Regions from separate parts of the Mus musculus genome. Here all the other regions are linked to region 2. Evidence: chromatin contacts called from public Hi-C, HiChIP or PLAC-seq and promoter capture Hi-C data. All regions are on one chromosome and are shown on one strand. The core of a region is the stretch at or near the end of the contact, and the rest is flanking DNA. Distances in the headings are between cores, read along the strand shown.

The links. Promoter capture Hi-C pulls out the DNA fragments that hold promoters and counts their contacts. Hi-C and Micro-C count contacts between places; a contact is called where the count stands out from the background. HiChIP or PLAC-seq counts read pairs in DNA pulled down with a chosen protein or histone mark.
Region 1: a contact with region 2 is called in a Hi-C map of the G1E-ER4 cell line, with 2.4 times the contacts expected there. The contact joins the enhancer-like site here to the promoter of Rac2 in region 2. A contact is called at or near these places in 15 of 484 Hi-C or Micro-C datasets (the C3H10T1/2 cell line, the G1E-ER4 cell line, the HL-1 cell line and 9 more), 4 of 115 datasets of contacts at active chromatin or transcription factors (bone marrow-derived macrophages, embryonic stem cells and forebrain) and 3 of 9 other capture datasets (adipose tissue, embryonic stem cells and liver).
Region 3: a contact with region 2 is called in a promoter capture Hi-C map of embryonic stem cells, with 3 times the contacts expected there. The contact joins the promoter of Cacng2 here to the promoter of Rac2 in region 2. A contact is called at or near these places in 3 of 39 promoter capture datasets (embryonic stem cells, liver and stem cell-derived epiblast-like cells), 2 of 484 Hi-C or Micro-C datasets (both in embryonic stem cells) and 1 of 115 datasets of contacts at active chromatin or transcription factors (bone marrow-derived macrophages).
Region 4: a contact with region 2 is called in a promoter capture Hi-C map of the HPC-7 cell line, with 2.8 times the contacts expected there. The contact joins the promoter of Sh3bp1 here to the promoter of Rac2 in region 2. A contact is called at or near these places in 2 of 39 promoter capture datasets (the HPC-7 cell line and pre-B cells), 1 of 484 Hi-C or Micro-C datasets (embryonic stem cells), 3 of 115 datasets of contacts at active chromatin or transcription factors (the SCID.adh cell line, effector CD8 T cells and memory CD8 T cells) and 3 of 9 other capture datasets (adipose tissue, liver and pancreatic islet).
Region 5: a contact with region 2 is called in an H3K4me3 HiChIP or PLAC-seq map of bone marrow-derived macrophages, with 7 times the contacts expected there. The contact joins the promoter of Ift27 here to the promoter of Rac2 in region 2. A contact is called at or near these places in 7 of 39 promoter capture datasets (the 3T3-L1 cell line, embryonic stem cells, hippocampal neurons and 2 more), 4 of 484 Hi-C or Micro-C datasets (the N1E-115 cell line, cortical neurons and palatal mesenchyme), 6 of 115 datasets of contacts at active chromatin or transcription factors (the SCID.adh cell line, T-cell acute lymphoblastic leukemia, acute myeloid leukemia and 3 more) and 3 of 9 other capture datasets (embryonic stem cells, liver and pancreatic islet).

The regions. Positions count from the first base shown.
Region 1 is chr15:78,265,841-78,269,640 of GRCm38.p6, reverse strand. No RefSeq gene overlaps it. Among named protein-coding and RNA genes, the nearest start is that of Mir7676-1, 17 kb to the left of the region's middle. Within about 2 kb of position 1,585, at least 64 of the 459 cell types and tissues checked have an H3K27ac peak or open chromatin away from gene starts, as enhancers often do. A contact at or near this core is called in the G1E-ER4 cell line, the HL-1 cell line, adipose tissue and 2 more, where this site is marked.
Region 2 is chr15:78,570,708-78,574,105 of GRCm38.p6, reverse strand. Rac2 (Rac family small GTPase 2) reads left to right here and starts at 1,323. Exons shown (of 7, transcript NM_009008.3): 1 at 1,323-1,495; 2 at 3,303-3,374. The coding sequence starts at 1,461.
Region 3 is chr15:78,117,937-78,121,716 of GRCm38.p6, reverse strand. It overlaps Cacng2 (calcium channel, voltage-dependent, gamma subunit 2), which reads left to right and starts at 2,437. Exons shown (of 4, transcript NM_007583.2): 1 at 2,437-3,036. The coding sequence starts at 2,826. It overlaps A730060N03Rik (a long non-coding RNA gene), which reads right to left and starts at 2,922. Exons shown (of 2, transcript XR_875456.2): 1 at 1,297-2,922.
Region 4 is chr15:78,898,178-78,901,896 of GRCm38.p6, reverse strand. Sh3bp1 (SH3-domain binding protein 1) reads right to left here and starts at 2,129. Exons shown (of 18, transcript NM_001316684.1): 1 at 1,936-2,129; 2 at 709-751; 3 at 394-498. The coding sequence starts at 1,994.
Region 5 is chr15:78,172,829-78,176,132 of GRCm38.p6, reverse strand. It overlaps Ift27 (intraflagellar transport 27), which reads left to right and starts at 2,052. Exons shown (of 7, transcript NM_025931.3): 1 at 2,052-2,364. The coding sequence starts at 2,331.

The sequences.
Region 1 (3,800 bases), core at 336-2,835, 300 kb after region 2:
ATGCCTGCCCCCACTCTTCATGCTGGGATTGTGTGTGGCCTGAGCCTGCAGAGTTGTTGTATACCATCTCAAATGCTATGAATTCATATGTACAGCTTCCCTGTGGTTCCTGCAAAACCCTTTTCTTATACACATCCCGTCTTCTGTGATAATCCCTCTGCGTGTGTGTGTGTGTGTGTGTGTGTGTGTGTGTGTGTGTGTGTGTGTTATTTAGGACTGATCATTCTGTGGCCTCTGTCCACATCTCTCTAAGTTGTGGCTCTCCATGTTAGTCACCATCTACTGCAAAAAGAAGCCTCTCTGGTAAAGATTGATCATGCGCCAATTTATGGGTCTATGGAAGAGTACAGGAGTCCATTTAGCAGAGTAACAGTAGTGGAGTCTCCCCTAGGGCCTACGGTACGTCTAGCCACAGGATCCTGGTCCCAGGAGGAGATCCCATTATGAGTTTTAGCTTATGGCGTGGCCTCAAAGCCACTCAGAAAGTGGTCAGCCAGTCCCATTATGTTCAGGCCACTGTTGCACTAGTGGGTATGTGGGTGTGTCCTTCCAGGCAACCATTGTGTAAACACACAGGGTTCACAGACAGGTGGGTCTGGTGATTTCTTTTCTCCATCAAGAGTACATAGCACTCTCCAGTGTTATGAATGCTAGCCAGTCAGGATGAGTGCAAGCTAATTTCCCCATGTTCTAGGACCCAAGCATGTGGTGCCTTCTGCAGTTGGACCTATCTGTCAAGTTCTGGAGTACTTAAAGCACTGACAATGGCATCTAGTGTTGAGGGGCAGGGGGCGGGGGGCAGGGGGCAGGGGGTGGGGAGTCTATGAAACCTCGTTTGCAATGATGCCAAAGAAGTATACCCATCCCTTGATATATGTGTCAACTGAAGAATAGATAATAAAAAATGTTATACATTTATGCCCTGGGCTATTACTCAATGTTAGGAAATACAAAATTCAAGGTAAATGTAAGAGCTGAAAACCATCATTCTGAGTGAGGTAACACAGGAAGACAGCTGACATTTATGTTTCTCTCACTTGAGGGTGTGAGCCTGGCATCTTCAGATATGTGTGTTCCATTGGGAATAGGCATGGAGGTCAGGAAATCAGTAAGGGGGGATTTCAAGAGGGAGGCAGGATGAAACAAAAGCTTAAATAGGAATAGTGGGGCAGGAGGTGAACTTTACTGGAGGACGATGGTAGGGCAGGGTAGAGGGAACATAGAGAGGGATGAATAACACTAAAGATGTCTTGAAAAAAATGGAAACCTACTATGGAAACTTTCTAATACATATGCATTTGTATATGTATATCTATATGTACATGTATGCATTTATAAAGAGTTTAAATGGCATCACCTAATGATGGGACAACAATGCCCCTTATTAGACACCACAGGATAACAAATTCAAAGAGGCCATTTTAAAATAAGAGTATTTCCCATGATCCCCTGGTCATCCTTTGGTTCAAGGTCAGTAACTAACAAATATAAACATGTGGCATTATCACGCCTGTGTCCCTATCATTTCACCCCCCTGCTCTGCTCTTATCTGTCCCAACCAGCCACTTCCCCATCACGCAGAGAAGGACCCACAGATGAGTCACAGTCAACCTGACTTTCTGCATCAGCTCTGCTGGCTTGCAGGCTCGCCCACACTCTTGGACTTATCACTGTTCTCTGTAAGGATGAAGTTTGATGTCATCTTCTTGTTAGTCACAAGACATTGTCCATACCTCAGTGGGCACGTTTGTCTACAAACATCTTTACAAGTTTAATCTGGGTCAAGCAGTCAATTCTGGTTTATTAGCGACCCTGCTCCCCCCCCCCGCCCCCAAACCCTGCCATTGTGCGAATGACCCTGAGGGAATTGTGGAATCTTGGGCTTTGTGATTGTACCATGTTTATATGTTGGAAAAAAATCATTCACCCTTCCTCTGAAATTCCCTGTACAGAGGTTACACAGCCCACGCACCCTAGGGAGAAATAAAAATGGAGCCGTGCTTTTCACATAAGTCCAGGAAGGGACTGGTGCAGCAGGCAAGATAACACTCTACAATTGCTTTTCCCAGCCCAGAATGCCACCACTGAGTGTGTGCCCCTGGTTTGAGGAGATCCTTACCGAGTTAGAACACGACGCTGGAGCTCAGTCGGTAAAGACTGGCTGCTGAAGCACAATGACCTAAGTTTAACGTCCTAAACATCCACAGAAGCCAAGCATGGTGGATCATGCTTGAAGTCTCAAGTCATGGTGAAATGGGAGTAGGGGTAGGGGTGGGGGTAAGGGGGACTGATGGAGCCCTGGGAGTTTGCTGGCTGCTAGCCTGGCCCTACTTGATGGAGTTCTAGGCCAGGGAGAGAGCCTATCTCAAACCAAAAGGGGAAGATAGATGAAGAATCAGTCACACACACACACACACACACACACACACACACACACAGAGAGAGAGAGAGAGAGAGAGAGAGAGACAGACAGACAGACAGACACACACACACACACACAGACACACACAGTGCGGCAGAGAAGGGAAAGAGGGAAGGAGGGAGAGGGGGAGAGATTTAATTGAATAATAACAGATTATAAAATTGGATCCTCTATTTAAAGATAGCAGATGTTATCTTTTCTTGGTTGCTCCTGGACGTTACATGATTGGAATGCTAGTTCTTGGACACCAGGGGTAGTGACACAGTTGTCACTGGCTAGCTTAGTGAGTCTATCAGTACCTCATCAGTATCTCCATCATCAGCCAACACTCTCTCACTTCCAATCTGGACATTTTACCTTAAATAGACCTAAAGCTGCAAGGAAGCCCATTAACACAGGGGCGAATAGCAGAAGCCACTGTGGCTGCCAAATGCAACTCTTTAGAGTTGAGCACAATATCACATAAGATTTGCTTTGTAAAAAGAAGTTTGACAGAACACTAAGTTTGTTCAGTTAGTGCTGCCCATTTGTGCACGGTGGCCATCCACCAGAACAAGAGGAACATACCAGCAACCGCTAACACAGAGAAGGCTTTCCCTCTCTCCGTCACAGCTCCTGAGTAAGGGGCCGGTCGTGAAGTCACCCACCCCATCTCTGCTGGGATCTTAACTGGCTTCATCTTGTGCTGGTAGCCATGGCTGCTGTGTGAATAAAGGCCCTGTCTTTTTTTGCTCCATCTCTCTGAATGCTTATTCTTAGCCCATTCAAATCTAGCACCAAGCCGTTAGGTTTCTCCCTTCAAGTATTTTATGGCTCCAGCCACGTATGTAGCAGAGGATGGCCTTGTTGAACATCAGTGGGAGGAGTAGCCCTTGGTCCTGTGGGGGTTCGATGCCCCAGTGTAGGGGAATGCCAGGGTGGGAAGGTGGGAGTGGGTGGGTGGGTGGGTGGGTGAGGGAGCACCCTCATAGAGGCAGGGTGTGTGGGGATAGGATAGGGGGTTTCCAAAGGGGAGACCTGGAAAGGGGATAACATTTGAAATGTAAATAGAGAAAATATCCAAGAAAAGGAAAAATAAAATAAAAGCACAGCACAATTCTTGTTCTCACCCTCATTCAGTAGTAGGAGTTGCTATGGAACACTCATTGTTTCTATACCTTCTCTTTTTTTTAAGATTTAATTATTATTATTATACATAAGTACACTGTAGCTGACTTCAGATGCACCAGAAGAGGGTGGGTGCCAGATCTCATTACGGATGGTTGTGAGCCACTATGTGGTTGCTGGGATTTGAACTCAGGACCTTTGGAAGAGCAGTCAGTGTTCTTAACTGCTGAACCATCTCATCAGCCCCCTATACCTTCTTTAATTCCTTGAG
Region 2 (3,398 bases), core at 74-2,573:
AATTCCACATACTGGAAATGAACTATGAAACGGTTATAGCAATTCACACTTGAAAAATCAAACACCGAACTTCTCCAAATAAATATGAGGGGAAAAAATACTCCAGTAGAGAAATGGACAAATACACAAATAGTAACTTGTGTAATAGGAAACCCAAAAGTCCAATAAACAACTAAAAACACAAATGCCCAACAAAACACCTGCAAACACAAACACCCAACCAAACACTTATAAACACAAATGCCCAACACAAGGCGAGTGTAGTTGATATCATCAAAACGGCAAGAAGCCTACGACAGTTTGTAGGTAGGATTTTCGGTTTGGAGTGGTTTCCCAGCTAGGATCTTGCTGTATCGCTCGATGGCTCTGGCTGCCTTGGAACTCTCACTCTGAATCCTGGACTCAAGCTCCCAGCAATCCCTTTGTCTCAGCTTCCTGAAAGCTTAGATTGCACCATGCTGTGAGAAGGTTTGGACTTGCCAAACTTCTACCAGCTTGCTCTACTGCATCTGTCCCTGACTCTTCCTCCTCCTCCTCCTCCTCCTCCTCCTCCTCCTCCTCCTCCTCCTCCTCCTCCTCCTCCTCCTCTCACTCCTCCTCCTCCTCCTCCTCCTCTCACTACTCCTCTTCTTCCTTCTCTTCCAACTCCTTCCCTTTTCCCTATCCTCCCTCCTCTCCTTCCTCCTCCTCCCCCTTTTCCTCCACTTCCTCCCCTCCCAATTTCCCCCCTTCCTCCCCTTCCTCCTTTTCTCCCCTCTCCTCTACCTCTTCCCTTCTCTCTTTCCCTCCCCCTCCTTTGCCTTCTCTCTACACACTGGCCCTTGCTTAGGCAGCACCCCCCCCCCCCGGGCCAACTTTGTTTGACATCACACGTCATAGCCACCAGTTTTCCCTGCTGGTGACTCTGAGGTCACTCTGTAGCTCTCCCTTGGCCCATGTCTCCTGCCTTGCTCACAGCACCTGTGGTGTGGTTTGCCTTCTCTACAGAGCAGGAACTCCAGGACAACCTGGCTTCCTGCATTTTAGAGTCACCAGCTCCCAACACAATGCCTGATACACAGTAGGCACTCAAGTGTTTGCCCATGGGAGTCAGGCCAACTGACTTCTTGGAGGATGCAGATTCTTCGAGAGCAACTTTGTCCCTGCCCTGGCTTAGGAAGTGAATCTTCAATTCTCTAGGGTGCCTGGGTTCCCTTTGGAGCCTAAGTCAAGTGCCCTTGGTGGCCTGGGCCCAACCTAGCACCTGTGGGGCCCCAGGTCCTCTTCCAGACCGCATGCTCCACCCCCTCAAGGCTGTGGGGCAGCAGCTTGGGTAAGTTCCTCTTCCGTTTCCTCCCGCCTCTTGAGCTGGGGTGCTGCTCCTCACTGCCGGGTACCTCCTAGCCACTCCATACCACTGGTGTCCACAGCAACGCTCCTGGCCCCCAACTGTCATCCCTGGCTGCTGGGCCTCAGATGCAATGCAGGCCATCAAGTGTGTGGTGGTGGGTGATGGGTAAGTACCTGGCTGAGTTGTCTCCCACCCCTACCAGGATGCCTCTGAGATCCTCCCTGGTACACCCACAGATTCAGGGCTCCCAGGAGGTTCTGGGGAAAGTCGCTTCCTTTCCTTGTAAGGGCTTACAAGGAACATTTGGGGTGGGTCTGGACTGCTCCCTGTCCTTCAGCCTACCCCACTCCGGAAGCTACTTGGGTGGAGGGCCTGGACTGTGGGTGGGGTGCTGCTATTTGCCTGTACCCTGAGAGCTGGGACAGGGCTCCTACCGGGCCAGCATCAGTTCAGGGTACAGGTACGAGGAGGGAAATCAGCAGCTTGCCCTTCGGACCTTTGTTTCCCAGGCTGGCCCAGGCTCTAGTTGCTGTCTTGCTGGGCCTAGGGGACTTCTGGCAATCTCCAAGCTTTCTGACTCTCAGTCCAGCCTCTGCTCTTAAGGACTCCAGAGGGCAGGCTGGCTGCAGCCCTGCTAAAGTCTGATAGTCATTGTCAGATCTTGGGACCACAGGCTCTCATAACCCAAGGCCTGAGTTTCTTCATGTGTCTCCCATATATTCCGACACATTAGGGTGCAGTCCTCAAGTCTATCTTGGGTCCCGCTAGATCCATCCTCACATGTACTAGACAGCCATCTTCAGTTCGAAACGGGGAGGGGCTGAGGCCTGGAGACCTTTCCTGGCTTAGGTCCCAAGGTCACACACACTTTGGCTCTGCTGGTGGCATAGGCTATCTACCTCCTCAGCTGACTAGGTCCGACTTGGTCGCTGCTGCAGCCGCCACCGCGCTAGGGTGTCAGCCGTTATCTGTGGCAGCTGCTCTGCTCACTTCTGCTTTGTGTCTGATCTGGGGGAGGAGGGGGCGGACACGGAGGGCCGGAAGTCAATGATTCTATGCATTCAAAGTTACCTGGGTGGCAGGCTGGGGCTTGAGGGCAGAGGTTTAGGGGGCAGGGACAGCAGAGCAACCTCCTCGAGTGGGAAGTGACTTAACGGAATTGTACTGGGGAAGGCCCGGAGCTGTCCCTCTGGCCTCTCAGCTTCCTGCTGAATGACCTGGGTGACCTCCCAGCTTGGCAGGGAGATAGCTTAAATGGTGGTCATCTCCATTTATCCCATTTCTCTTTTGTATGTGGTCACCGGGCTGTGGCTCTCTGTATGATCTGTCTTCCACCAACCCTACTTACCATCACAGAGTTCGTTTTACAGGTGGGAAAGACCAAAACTCCGAAAAGTTACATAACCTGCCTTGGAGGCAGAGGATTTGAACCCAGGCCCCTCTGACTTCAAAGAGGGGCGATGGGCAGTCCCTAACAGTCATTAGTTGGTGCCACTTCTATGGCACCGGGTTCAGTGTCTTAGAAGTATCAGTTATTTTACTGGGAAGATGGGCTTGTCCTTGTTGTCTACATGGGGAAACTGAGGTACAAGGTGCTTAGGTGACTTGCAAAGTTGTGTAGATGGCAAATGATGGAGGCAGGATCTGAAGCTTAAGAGAGACACGTGACAGTCTTACCCAGCTCTCCAGGGTCCTCTGTTCGGCCCCATGGTCATCTGTGCCTATCACCTGTATCCCACACACTGGTACATGTACAGTACTGGAGTTCTCCTCAGATGTGTGGCTCACACCCATGGCTAAGACTGAAGTCAGGTTCTTTATGGGCACTGCACGGGGTAGAGCACACTGGTATGGGGTGTCTGGGATTGGGAGACTGGAGCCTGAGTACAGTTCCCGCCTCCCCTTCATCTTGACCTTGGTGAAGGGGAGCTATGACCTTGGTCTCTCCTGCATCTTGTCTCTTGTCTTTCAGAGCCGTGGGCAAGACGTGTCTTCTCATCAGCTACACCACCAACGCCTTCCCTGGAGAATACATCCCCACTGTGTGAGTGGCTTCTTGGGGGCTGTC
Region 3 (3,780 bases), core at 1,188-3,687, 450 kb after region 2:
CCTCTTAGACACATATGAGACACCCAAGTGTCTCTCCAACCTGCCCTGCTCAAAAGACCTGGGAAATCTCAGAAGCTTTGGTATCTGCCCCTCACATCTTCCTTTAAGGATAGCAGTCCAACAGAAACACCCACGGAAGCCACTACTAAAGTGCACCAGGGATGAGCAGACCATCCACCCCCACCCCTCTCCTCCCCTGCTGCTTTCCTCCCACGAAGGAATCCAAGGCCCAAGAACCTCTTCCATGCAAGCCAGCTCCAGCCTCCACTAAAATCCCTTAGCACAGACTGCAGACGTCTGGGTGCCCTTCTCTAGATGCTGGAACTAGAAAGACAGCTCTCAATCCTTAGGAGGGTCCTTCCAGTCTGAGGAGGGAGAGGAGATTGGGAGAAAAGGAAGTTTTATGCAGGGTAGAGAAACAGGTAGTTTCTACCTGTGACTGCGCAGATGAAAGGAAGAGGTTAGGCTCTGGAATTTACACCCAAGGAACTATTTCTACCTCAGCCATCTTCTGCGTGCACCCGTAATCTCTGGATCACTGAGAAACTATCATGCAGGTCATCTCAAGGCACAATGAGGGGTGGCATTACTAAATTATGAAATCAAATCCTCACTCTACACCCTTCAACTGACCCAATGGATTCACAGCTTTCTCTAGCCCCTCCCCCAAAGGAAAAAAATGTAACCTAGAGTCTCCTATGGTCTCCTTTTACTTAGTCACAAAACTGATCTGAGATAACATGGCATCCACAGCAGTGAGCATCATCTACGTGCTTCGATTTCCAGGGTCACATTAAGGGAAAGTTGCACACACAGTCTGGAGAGGTGACACAGGAAACAACCCAGGCTCGCCGTTCTGCTGAGCAAGAGAGGGCTCCTGCCTTTCCCTGCTCATAGTAGAGAGGTTTAAAAAAAAAATCAATCTCATTTATGAATGACAAGGGAAACTTGGAAAGATCCACAACTCACTTTTCCTGAAAACATTTTTACCTTTGAGATGAGTATCATGTCCCGAACCCCAGTTACCAGCCACCCTTTTCTCATCCTTTCACAAGAATCATCTTCCCAAAATGTCTACTTGTAGAAGCAAGATGTAGAATTTCACAGAAAAACTACAGAGAGTCACAGAGAAAGCTATACACAACCCCTGTTAGCCAGAAAGAAAGATCAAGAGGAAATAAGGCAGGAGATGCGTCTATCCAGACAGTAAAATAAAACAACCTCCCCTCCCCAGAAAGTGTGGAACCCATGAATAGGGGAGGAAGAACAACACATAGAAACTATGTTTGTAATTACCCATCCAGGATCTCTTCCAGGAGAAGCAGCTGATTGAAGTTTTGTGGGAATCTGACTGTGATGGGAGGACTGTATTTGAAGCTCTGGGCACGTAGAGATGGAATGAGAAGGAGGCTGAACTGGAAGAAACACCAAGGGGGGAGGGAAGAGGAGAGAGAGAGAGAGAGAGAGAGAGAGAGAGAGAGAGAGAGAGAGAGATCGCCAGCTACGCCTTCCTCCCAGCTCCAGGAGGCCCCGGCCAGCGCTCATTCCGGAACTGTGGAACAGGAGTCCGGGAGGCCAGGCAGCCCTGCGCTTGGCCCTGGCCTGGCCCGTCCGCGGACGACAGAGGCCCCGTGGCCAGGGCCCCACTCCTGGCCGGCTACAGAGCGCAGGGAGCGCACAGAGTGGGGGAGTTGTCCAGTTCAGCACCACGGCGACGCAGTAGGTGGGCGCTCCTGCTCCGAGAGCTGTCCAGTCCAGCACCGCGGCGATGCTGTAGGTGAGAGCGCCCGGTCGTGGGGAGCTGTCCACTTCAGCACTACGGCGATGCAGTAAGTGGACGAGCCCGGCCGGGGTGAGCTGTCCGTTTCAGCACCACGGCGATGCTGTAGCTGGGAGCGCCTGGCCCGGGGCTGCGCGGCCGTGAGCGGGGGAGGCGGGCGGGCCTGCCTGCTGCAAGACGCCGGCTAGCGCGCCCCATCGCTCGCTCGCTCGCTGGCTTCCGAGGAGCTTTGCGGATCGGGGGAGGGAACCCCGCCTCGATTCTCCGGGAGAAACCCCCTCCCTCCCCCACTTCGCCGACACTACCCCCGCCGCCAACAACAATAACCGCGGCTGCTCGTCCTGCCGCCACCGCGCCCGCCAACCCTGCTGCCGCTGCCGCTGCCGCCGCCGCCGCCGTTACCGCCGCCGGGGCACAACCATGGGAGGCGAGACCCCCTCACCGGTGCAGCTGAGCTCGAGGGCTTGCAGAAGACTGGGCAGTCTCCTCTGAAACGGAGGCGCCTCGAGGACCCCCTCCCTCCCCAAGGAAGAGAACTGGCGAAGCCACGGATTTTCATGGCGCAGGCCGCAGAGCCGCGAACGAAGACCGAAGGTTGCTTCCCAGCTCTTCCAGTCTCTAACTGTCTAGGTCCGGACCATGAGAGATGGTGTTGAGAATTCGGCTGTACCCTGGCGCGCTGTGGAAGCCATCTCCAAATTAGCGATCACATATGGAAACTGGAGACCAGAATTTTAGGAAAAGAGATTAAGGCATCTCACTTGGGGGGGTGGGGGGGTGTCTTTTTATTTATTTTCCCTTTTTTTAAAAAAATCGCTGCAACTGGAACAGTTTTTTGATCTCAAAAGGCAAGCCTCTCTTCCCGTGTGATCTTTATAATTTACACACTTTTCCGTGAGCTTTCTTATCTCCCTTTTTTTATATCTCTCCATATTCTCTATTCACACATATATCCATTATATTAGTAGTGGAATTACCAATCGCACCCTCACACACACGCTCCTGAGAACCAGAAGTCGGTTGGGTGTTTATATAATGAAGAATTATGGGGCTGTTTGATCGAGGTGTTCAAATGCTTTTAACCACCGTTGGTGCTTTCGCTGCCTTCAGCTTGATGACCATCGCTGTGGGAACCGACTATTGGCTGTACTCCAGAGGGGTTTGCAAGACCAAAAGTGTCAGTGAGAATGAAACCAGCAAGAAGAACGAGGAAGTTATGACCCATTCCGGATTATGGAGAACCTGCTGCCTCGAAGGTATTTGATTTCCAACCTCCTCCCCCTTCCCACGCCGCCCCTCCCCTCCACACCCCCCCCCCCGCCTCCAAATAAGTCCCCTCCACATTCCACCATTTTCCCACTTCACTCCCTCCGCCGCTGCCGCTGCAGATCAAGGTTGACTGGGTTAGTTTCAGAGGAAAGAAAATCAATAAGCAGAACCCACACTCTCTACTCTTTGGCTTCCACCCCGTCCTCCCAAACCTCCTCATTGGAATGATCTATGGTATGGTGAAAACAGGAAATTGTCTGTAGAGTTCAGATGTGCTCTGGATGCTTTGGAGTCCTTAGGGTTTGCCTTTGGGTCTGGCTTTGCCACCTATGAGGAGGGAAAAATAATTGCTTCCCTGTGTGCTGCTCAGCCTTTTGCAATGAAGGATTCAGAAAAAAATGCTCTTCCTCTTCTCTCGCTCCTCAAAAGTTACAGGCCCAGCACCATCTGCAAGTCTCCCTTTAAAAAAAGAAATCTGTTGTTTCTAAGAATCCTTATTTGGTAGATTCTAATTATTCTAGGAGCTCAAGCCGAGTTCAAGAGCATTTCGTAATGTCTACGAGCCCCGCGTACCATTCGAGGTGGCTGGCTGTGTGTATGTGTGTGTTTTTAACGTTTACGAAGTCTAAAATGCATGTGTCTCTCACAGGAAACAAGCCCAAGTTCTAATCAACAGCGGTCACTTGCGGGTTAGACCGAGCGCTGATTTGCTTCCACGCAGAGTGACATGT
Region 4 (3,719 bases), core at 880-3,379, 330 kb before region 2:
ATGTTTGAACCATCCGCATACTTCCTGCATTTACAATCACAGGGACCCCCGGGTCCACTTTTGTCACTCGTTACCTGGGTGATCTTGGGCTAGTAAATTTAGGTCCCGGTTTCCCATTATACACCAGTAGACTGTACAAGGGGCTGTTGCCAGCAGTGGGGAGACAATGCATCAGCAAGCCGTCTTAGCAACAGAGTAGCAGGAGTCAATAGCCGCCCAGTTGAGTAACAGAGCATCCTCCTCCATTCAGCTCCCAAGGTGTTCCGCCCACCTAGACCGCTTGGGGGCCTACTAGCTCAGAGCAAAGCTCAGAAGCTGCAGCCCACCCAGGGGGGGGTCATTCCCACCCCATCCTTCACCACACAGGTCTCTCCTCCCAGAGACCCCACTTACCACCCGCTTGTCCATGTCAGCCCCGCTTTGGCCCTGCAGACAGGCCTGCAGCCGTTTGTGAACATTGTGGGCTGCTCGTTTAGCTGGCTCCAGCCGTTGCTCTACCTGGGAGGTACAGGGGCGGGGCGTGTGAGGACTGTATACTGTGTCTCCCCTAGAACAAGAATCACTTTTCTCTTCCCTCCTGGGCCTTCCCTGGCCAGCAGGGAATGACACAACCAGGCCCTTGACTGCTGTCCCCGCCTGCCAGCCTCTATACTGACAGCCTGCATGGGCCTGCCTCCCAGCCCAGCCCGCCCAGGCCCAGGCACGTACCTGCAGCAGGTCCTCACCCAAAAACTCGGCAGTCTCCGGGGTGCTGTGGGGGAAGGGGGCTTTGGATGAGTCAGTCTGGGTTAGGGAACCCACTGCCTCCCTCTAACCCCTGCACATGGAACCTGAACCCAAGATGCTTCCAGGACCCACCAAGCCTGGGTGGCCCGTCCACATCGTAGCTGGAGCACATTCCATGGTAGTTAAGAGGATGCATGCCTGCTTCCTCCTCCACCCAGGGCTGTGTCCTGGGAGAGGGTGGACCCATGACACCGAAAAAAGCAGGAGGGAGCTACCCAGGGCCCAACTTCGGGACAGAGGAAAAGTTTCTCATCTCCCCATCCCCCTAAATAGTTTGCCTGGCCCGGAAAGAGGAGGCCTAAGCTGGCCCCCAGAACGGGAAGTGTGGAAGCTGGTCTCCGGGGTGGCCAGGCCCACAGGCATACGACATTGGACTGCAGCTGTGGGCAGGTCTGGGGACTCTGCCCAAGGATACATAGGGACATGGGTTCAGGGCAGAGTGGCTTGGCTTCGTAGGTACATATAAGTGTTTGTGTCACTGCAAGGTCTGGATCAAGTTTCTGGATACACGGTCACCTCTCTGGGCCCAAAGAATGGGGAACTCCCAGGCTGGGGAAGAGGGACAGAAAGAAAGGCTCCGAGAAACTCCCCAAACTTCCGCTCCCATAGTTTTGGGGCTGGGAACCGAGGAGACCAAGGGGTGTCTCTACCTGAGCCTACGAAAAGCAGAAGCAGGACCAAATGGCAGGAGGCCCCTGGGTTGGGGGAGGGGACGGACACCCAGAGCAGAGCAGGCCCCTCCTCCCCAGGCCAGAACACTGCCAGTCCCTTCCCCCAGGGTCTGGGGCCCCCGATCGGCTCCGTTCCTCCCCTTCCCTCCAGTTAGAGGTGGCTAACTGTTCCCATTGTCCGGAGGGGACAAATGAGGTTCCAGGCAGCGTCTTGGCTCAGGACGCATTCTGCTCTCTGCAGCAGCCTCTCCAACCGGGAATGGAGGTGCCTTCCCCCGCTCCCCCTCCACCGCCCGCAAAAGCCAGCTATGCTTGTGCGACCACAGTGACTTCAGACCCCAGGAAACGAGGTCAGGGCTCTGGCATGCCAGAGGGCCGCTGCCTAGATATCTTCGACCTCTGTGACCAGTTCCCCACTCTCCTGCGCTCGCTCAGGTCCTGCGAAACGATAGCACGGCTAGAAGCGGGTGACACTCACCGTCCCGAGCTGCCCGTGTGGGCCAGCTGCCGCATGCGGTGCAACTGCCTCTTCATCATCTTGGGTCCGGGCAGGGGGCCGAGGAGTCACCTTGGGGGTTGAGGCTGGCAGCCCCCGGCCCAGCCTGCTTCCCCGCGCGCTTCGCCCCGGATGGGTGGGCGGCGCTCTGGCTTCCTGGGCCGGCGCGCTCCTCTGGCTGGTGCTGGCGCTGGCGCGGGCGCTCTCCTCCCCCGCTCACGACTCCGCCCCCGGCCCCCAGGTCACTCCTTTCTCCAAGTTTGGAGTCTCTCTCTCTCTCAAGTTTGGAGTCTCTCTCTCTCTCTCTCTCTCTCTCTCTCTCTCTCTCTCTCTCTCTCTCTCTCTCTCTCTCTGCTTCCGGGCCTCAACGACCCCCGGGTTGTCCGACCCGCCTGCCGAGTGTCCGTCGGTCTGTCTCTCTGAGGTCCGCAGTTGAGTGCGGGCTCTTCCTTCCCGCAGCCTGTCCTGTCACCGCGGCGGGTGGCGGGAAGCAGGTAAGCTGCTCCTGCCATCACCGCCCTGGGTATAAACAACCTTTGCTCTCTTAGAGGGAAAGGAAGGCTGCCTAGAAGGGACAGGCCTTCAGGACCTGTGCAGGCCAGTCACTAGGGGATGCTGCCTGGGGACTTCTTCTCCACCATACTATTCCCTGACCATCCCCCTTGCCTGCTGGACCACTGGCTCAGAACTTGGGGTACCTGGGACTACCAGATACTAATGTCCTTGGATCAGTCCCCAAAATTCTGCATTCATTGTGTATAGTAGCTTGGTAGGACAACTGTCCTTGTCCAGTCTATGCCACAGGGTAAACAAGATACCCTGGTCTGCTTGGTCTGCTCGTCAGCCCTTGAGGTCCTGTCACTCTACACTTTAAAGAGTCCCAAGCTTTGACCGCTTCCCCTATTTGTAAAACTCTTTCTCATTTCTTTTAGCAAATGTCCCAGGCGCCTGCCCTTCCTTCTTGTCAGGCCTTGATATGTATGGGTGCTGCTCTGAACCCCCAAACCCGATTTTCTCTTTGAAATGTTCCGCTGAACACCAGCCTGAGCATACAATAGGTGTTCATAGCTACAGAGCAAGAGAGCCGGTGGGCAACTGCAAGCTGACTTCAGTATGCACCCTTCAGGCTTGGGAGGGGGAAGGGTGACTACAGGAAGCCCTGTGCACCACACCAAGCTTTGCTCTCTTAGTTTCAGTTCAGAGCCATACCACTTGAGCACCTACTGTGTGGGGGTAGAGAGTTGGTGTGCTCCTCAAAGACTTCCCTTTGCTCCAGACATCTCTGTGTACCCAGCACAGGTCTGGCACATGGTGTTCACTCAGCCGCTTTCCCCATTTAAGAAGTCCTATCGAGTGTGGGAGGAGCCCAGAGGGGTCCCAGCAGCTGCTGCAGCCAGAACATACTGGCCAGGAACAGCCACAGCCTCTCATCAGTGGAATCCTGGCTCTCTGATGGGGAGTTGAGAAGGCAGAGCAGCTTCCTTGTCTTTCTTTTTCCGATGGGAAGGAAGGCTGCTGCCCAGTGTTTGGAGAAGAGATGGCAAAAGATTCTAAAGAGGGGGCTGGAGAGATGGCGCAGCAGTTAAGAGCACTGACTGCTCTTCAGTGGTCCTGAGTTCAACTCCCAGCAACCACATGGTGGCTCCCAACCATCTGTAATGGGATCTGGTGTTCCCTTCTGGCCTGCAGGCATGCATACAGGCAGAACACTGTATACTTAGTAAATAAATAAAAATCTTTAAAAAAAAAAAAAGATTCTAGAGAGG
Region 5 (3,304 bases), core at 803-3,302, 400 kb after region 2:
TGACATTTCCAGAGAAACACCTCTTCATCCAGACAGGACAGACAGACCAGAGAAACCCTACCCATGTTTGCCAGTGTGGCAAACCAATCAGATTACAGGGGTTTGTTACAGAAGCATAGACAAGGGTTCCTAGGGGATCCTGGGTAACTCCGAGGCAGCACTAGCTCTACCAGTTCCTCCTGATACAGGCATCTTTGCAGAGAGACGGTGCCTCTCTAAATGTTCGAGATCAGAATCCTGGGACCCAGTAAACGTTGAGAAAGCAGCAGTGGGGTGGAGAACTTCCCCTGGCCAACCTACAGCAGCAGTGCTGAGCCAGCATGGTGGACACACACCCCACCACACTCCAAAGACGTGTGTGTGGAGAGCCTGGCTCCCAGAGCAGGGGGTGATCAGAACTAAGGCTTTTAGGGGAAGTGATGAATCTCTGACTTCATTCATCAGTGGACTACAGATCCATTGATGGGTACTGTCTTAGTTAGGGATTTTACTGCTGTGAACAGACACCATGACCAAGGCAAGTATTATAAGGACAATATTTAATTGGGGCTAGATTACAGGTTCCCAGGTTTAGTCCATTATCATCAAGGTGGAAGCAGGGCAGCATCCAGGCAGCCATGGTGCAGGAGGAGCTGAGAGTTCTACATCTTCATCTGAAGGCTGCTAGCGGTAGACTGACTTCCAGGCAGCTAGGATGAGAGTCTTAAAGCCCACACCCACAGTGACACTCCTACTCCAACAGGGCCACACCTTCTAATAGTGCCCCTCCCTGGGCAGAGCATATACAAACCATCACAGGTACCTAATGTGATGGGCTATGGGGAGGTGCCTGGGAAATGGAACCTAGTTGAAAGAGAATGTGACTTTGGGGGCATATCCTGGGAACTATTTCTTCCTTTCCCAACATGAGGTGGCTATATGCTTATATGCTGTTGTTGTTATGATGGTCAACCAAATGGCCAAACTAAACCTTTCCTCCTTTAAATAGTTTCTCTCCGGTGTTTTGCTACAGTAACAACGCCCCGATGCATGGACACTCGCCTACTTCCTGTACCCATGAGTTGGTTTCTATCTTCAGAGTTCCAGAGGTTACATGCCTTGCAGAGCCATATCCCACTTAGTGGCAAAGCAAGAGGGGCTCCCAGGAAAGTCAGGTGGCATTTACCCACCCTCCCCTCATGAGGGGCAACACCAGGATAGCATCCATTCACCCATAACAGAGGAATCCGACTGAGAGAGGCGTGTCCTCCCATCCATTAAGATATCACGTCAAATTAGGCCTATTTTAGATTTTAGTTTAATTTAACTGATACATAACATAAAGTGATATATAGTTACATATGGATATACTGTGTGAGTTTCCATCAGGACCTCGCTCTTTCCCCCTTCCGGAAGGTGCACAGCACGGGTGCTGTCCGCAGTTGTTTGCTGTGCAAGCATGCAGGGCCTTCCTGTCTTCCTCACTGCTCAACGTTGCACATTTTTCCCTCCCCGCTATTTCAGTTTTTAGGGTTCATAACATGCTTGGGCTTTAAAGATGGCATTTCGATTCTGGACGTGAAGCAAAGGTTAGGTCTCCAAATGTTCTTTGCACCCGGGGTCGGGGAAAGATACCAATAACATCCAGGACCCGCGACAGCAGCTTCCTTTACTGCGCAGGCGCCATTTCAGCGGCGTCACCCCTCTCAGTGTGGGCGAATCCATTCCCAGGAAGAAGGGGCAAGGTGCAGCGAATCCCAAACTCTTCGCGATGGTTAAAGCCATGCTCTGGCCAATCAGAAAGCCCCATTAATTCCCGCCTCCGGCTGCATCCTGGTTGGGCTGCGTCTCCAGAGACGCTAGGCGGTGCCCAGCGGTGATTGACAGCATCTAAAGCCATTGGCCAAGCTGAGAGCAGTTAAAGAGCAGAAACCTCTCCGCTTTGTTCCGCGAAGGGAACCGGTTTTCCCCGCCTCCTTCTTCTATTGGGTGCCTGGGGTCTCCGAGCTTTTGAGAGCAACCAATCAGGAGACAATATGGAGGGAGAAGGCGGGTTGATGATGGTTGCCAGGAGCCTGTTTGGCGCGACTCTTGGGACCAGAGGACTAGTGGTTGTGTCTCAACTCTTCTTTGGGCCGGGTCTAAGGCTGGACTTGGAACGGGTTCTGCTCCGCCCCACCGGAACCTTTGCAGGCTGCCTGGGGCCTGAAGCCCTCCGTCCACCCAACCCTAGCACCCGGGCCATCATCCATCCCTCCATCACGGCCTCAGGCCCTGGTGTCAGCTGTCCCCGAATCCTAACCCCCTTTCAGCGTCCCCCACCCCCACGTCTCCGCTAGTACCTGGTTACTATGGTGAAGCTAGCTGCCAAATGCATCCTGGCAGGTGAGTGCTATATGTGTTTGAACGCGTGGTCCCCAGAGCCCTAGCCGTCCTAACTCGGGCGGTTTTGGTTCACCATCGCGTCCACTCTCTGTCTCCCTTAGGAATGGCTGTAGTGACCAACAGCAGATTCTAGAAGGCGCGCGGGGCGGGGGAATGGGCTCCACAGGACACTCCCCCCACCCCTAGGGCACATTTGTAGATGCAGCTGTGTCCCGGTCTCCCTCCCATATTTTGAGACTACCTTCACCAGATAGACTTAACAAACTTGAGCGAAGTACAAGCATGGACTTGTCAGGGGTCAGCGTTGCTGGTCCCACTCACTCTGATGTCAGGAAGATGGGGTGGCGCATCTGAGAGCATTAACTTAGAGATTCCCCGGAAGTAAGATGTTTATTATTGTTGACTGTCAGGGAAATAGCCTGCACAGTGCCCAGAGTGTGGATGAGTATTATATAGATATATACAGAGTGATCTGGTGGTGCTCACACTCGTGGGCTTGCCTTGAGCCAGTCTGAACATTCGGAAGCCTATATGCTTAGCTTGTAGTCTGGTTGACAGCTGAGCACATGTGTCTACCGAGGCGACACTGCAGCCAGTGTCATGTGGGGGTATTTCATTTAACCCTTTTGCCACAGCGCCCCCAGGTAGCTTCTGTGATGTGACCTGATGTGACCGAAGCCCTGAGTGGTGTTGCCATGGGTGAACCCCCAGTGGAAGTCGTACACCCCATTCCCAGATTCGCCTGACTTCTGCCTGTGGGTCAGGAGTGTTGGCTACTTCTTATTGTGACAACTTACTGGACCGGAAGTTGGGAGTTTATTGTGCTCACGGGTCCAGAGGACTGCCCATCATGGTGAGGAAGGCATGGTGGCAAGACTGGGAGGCAGGCTGGCCACGTTAAGTCAACAGTCAGGAAATGGAGCATGAGCCTTGGCTCTCA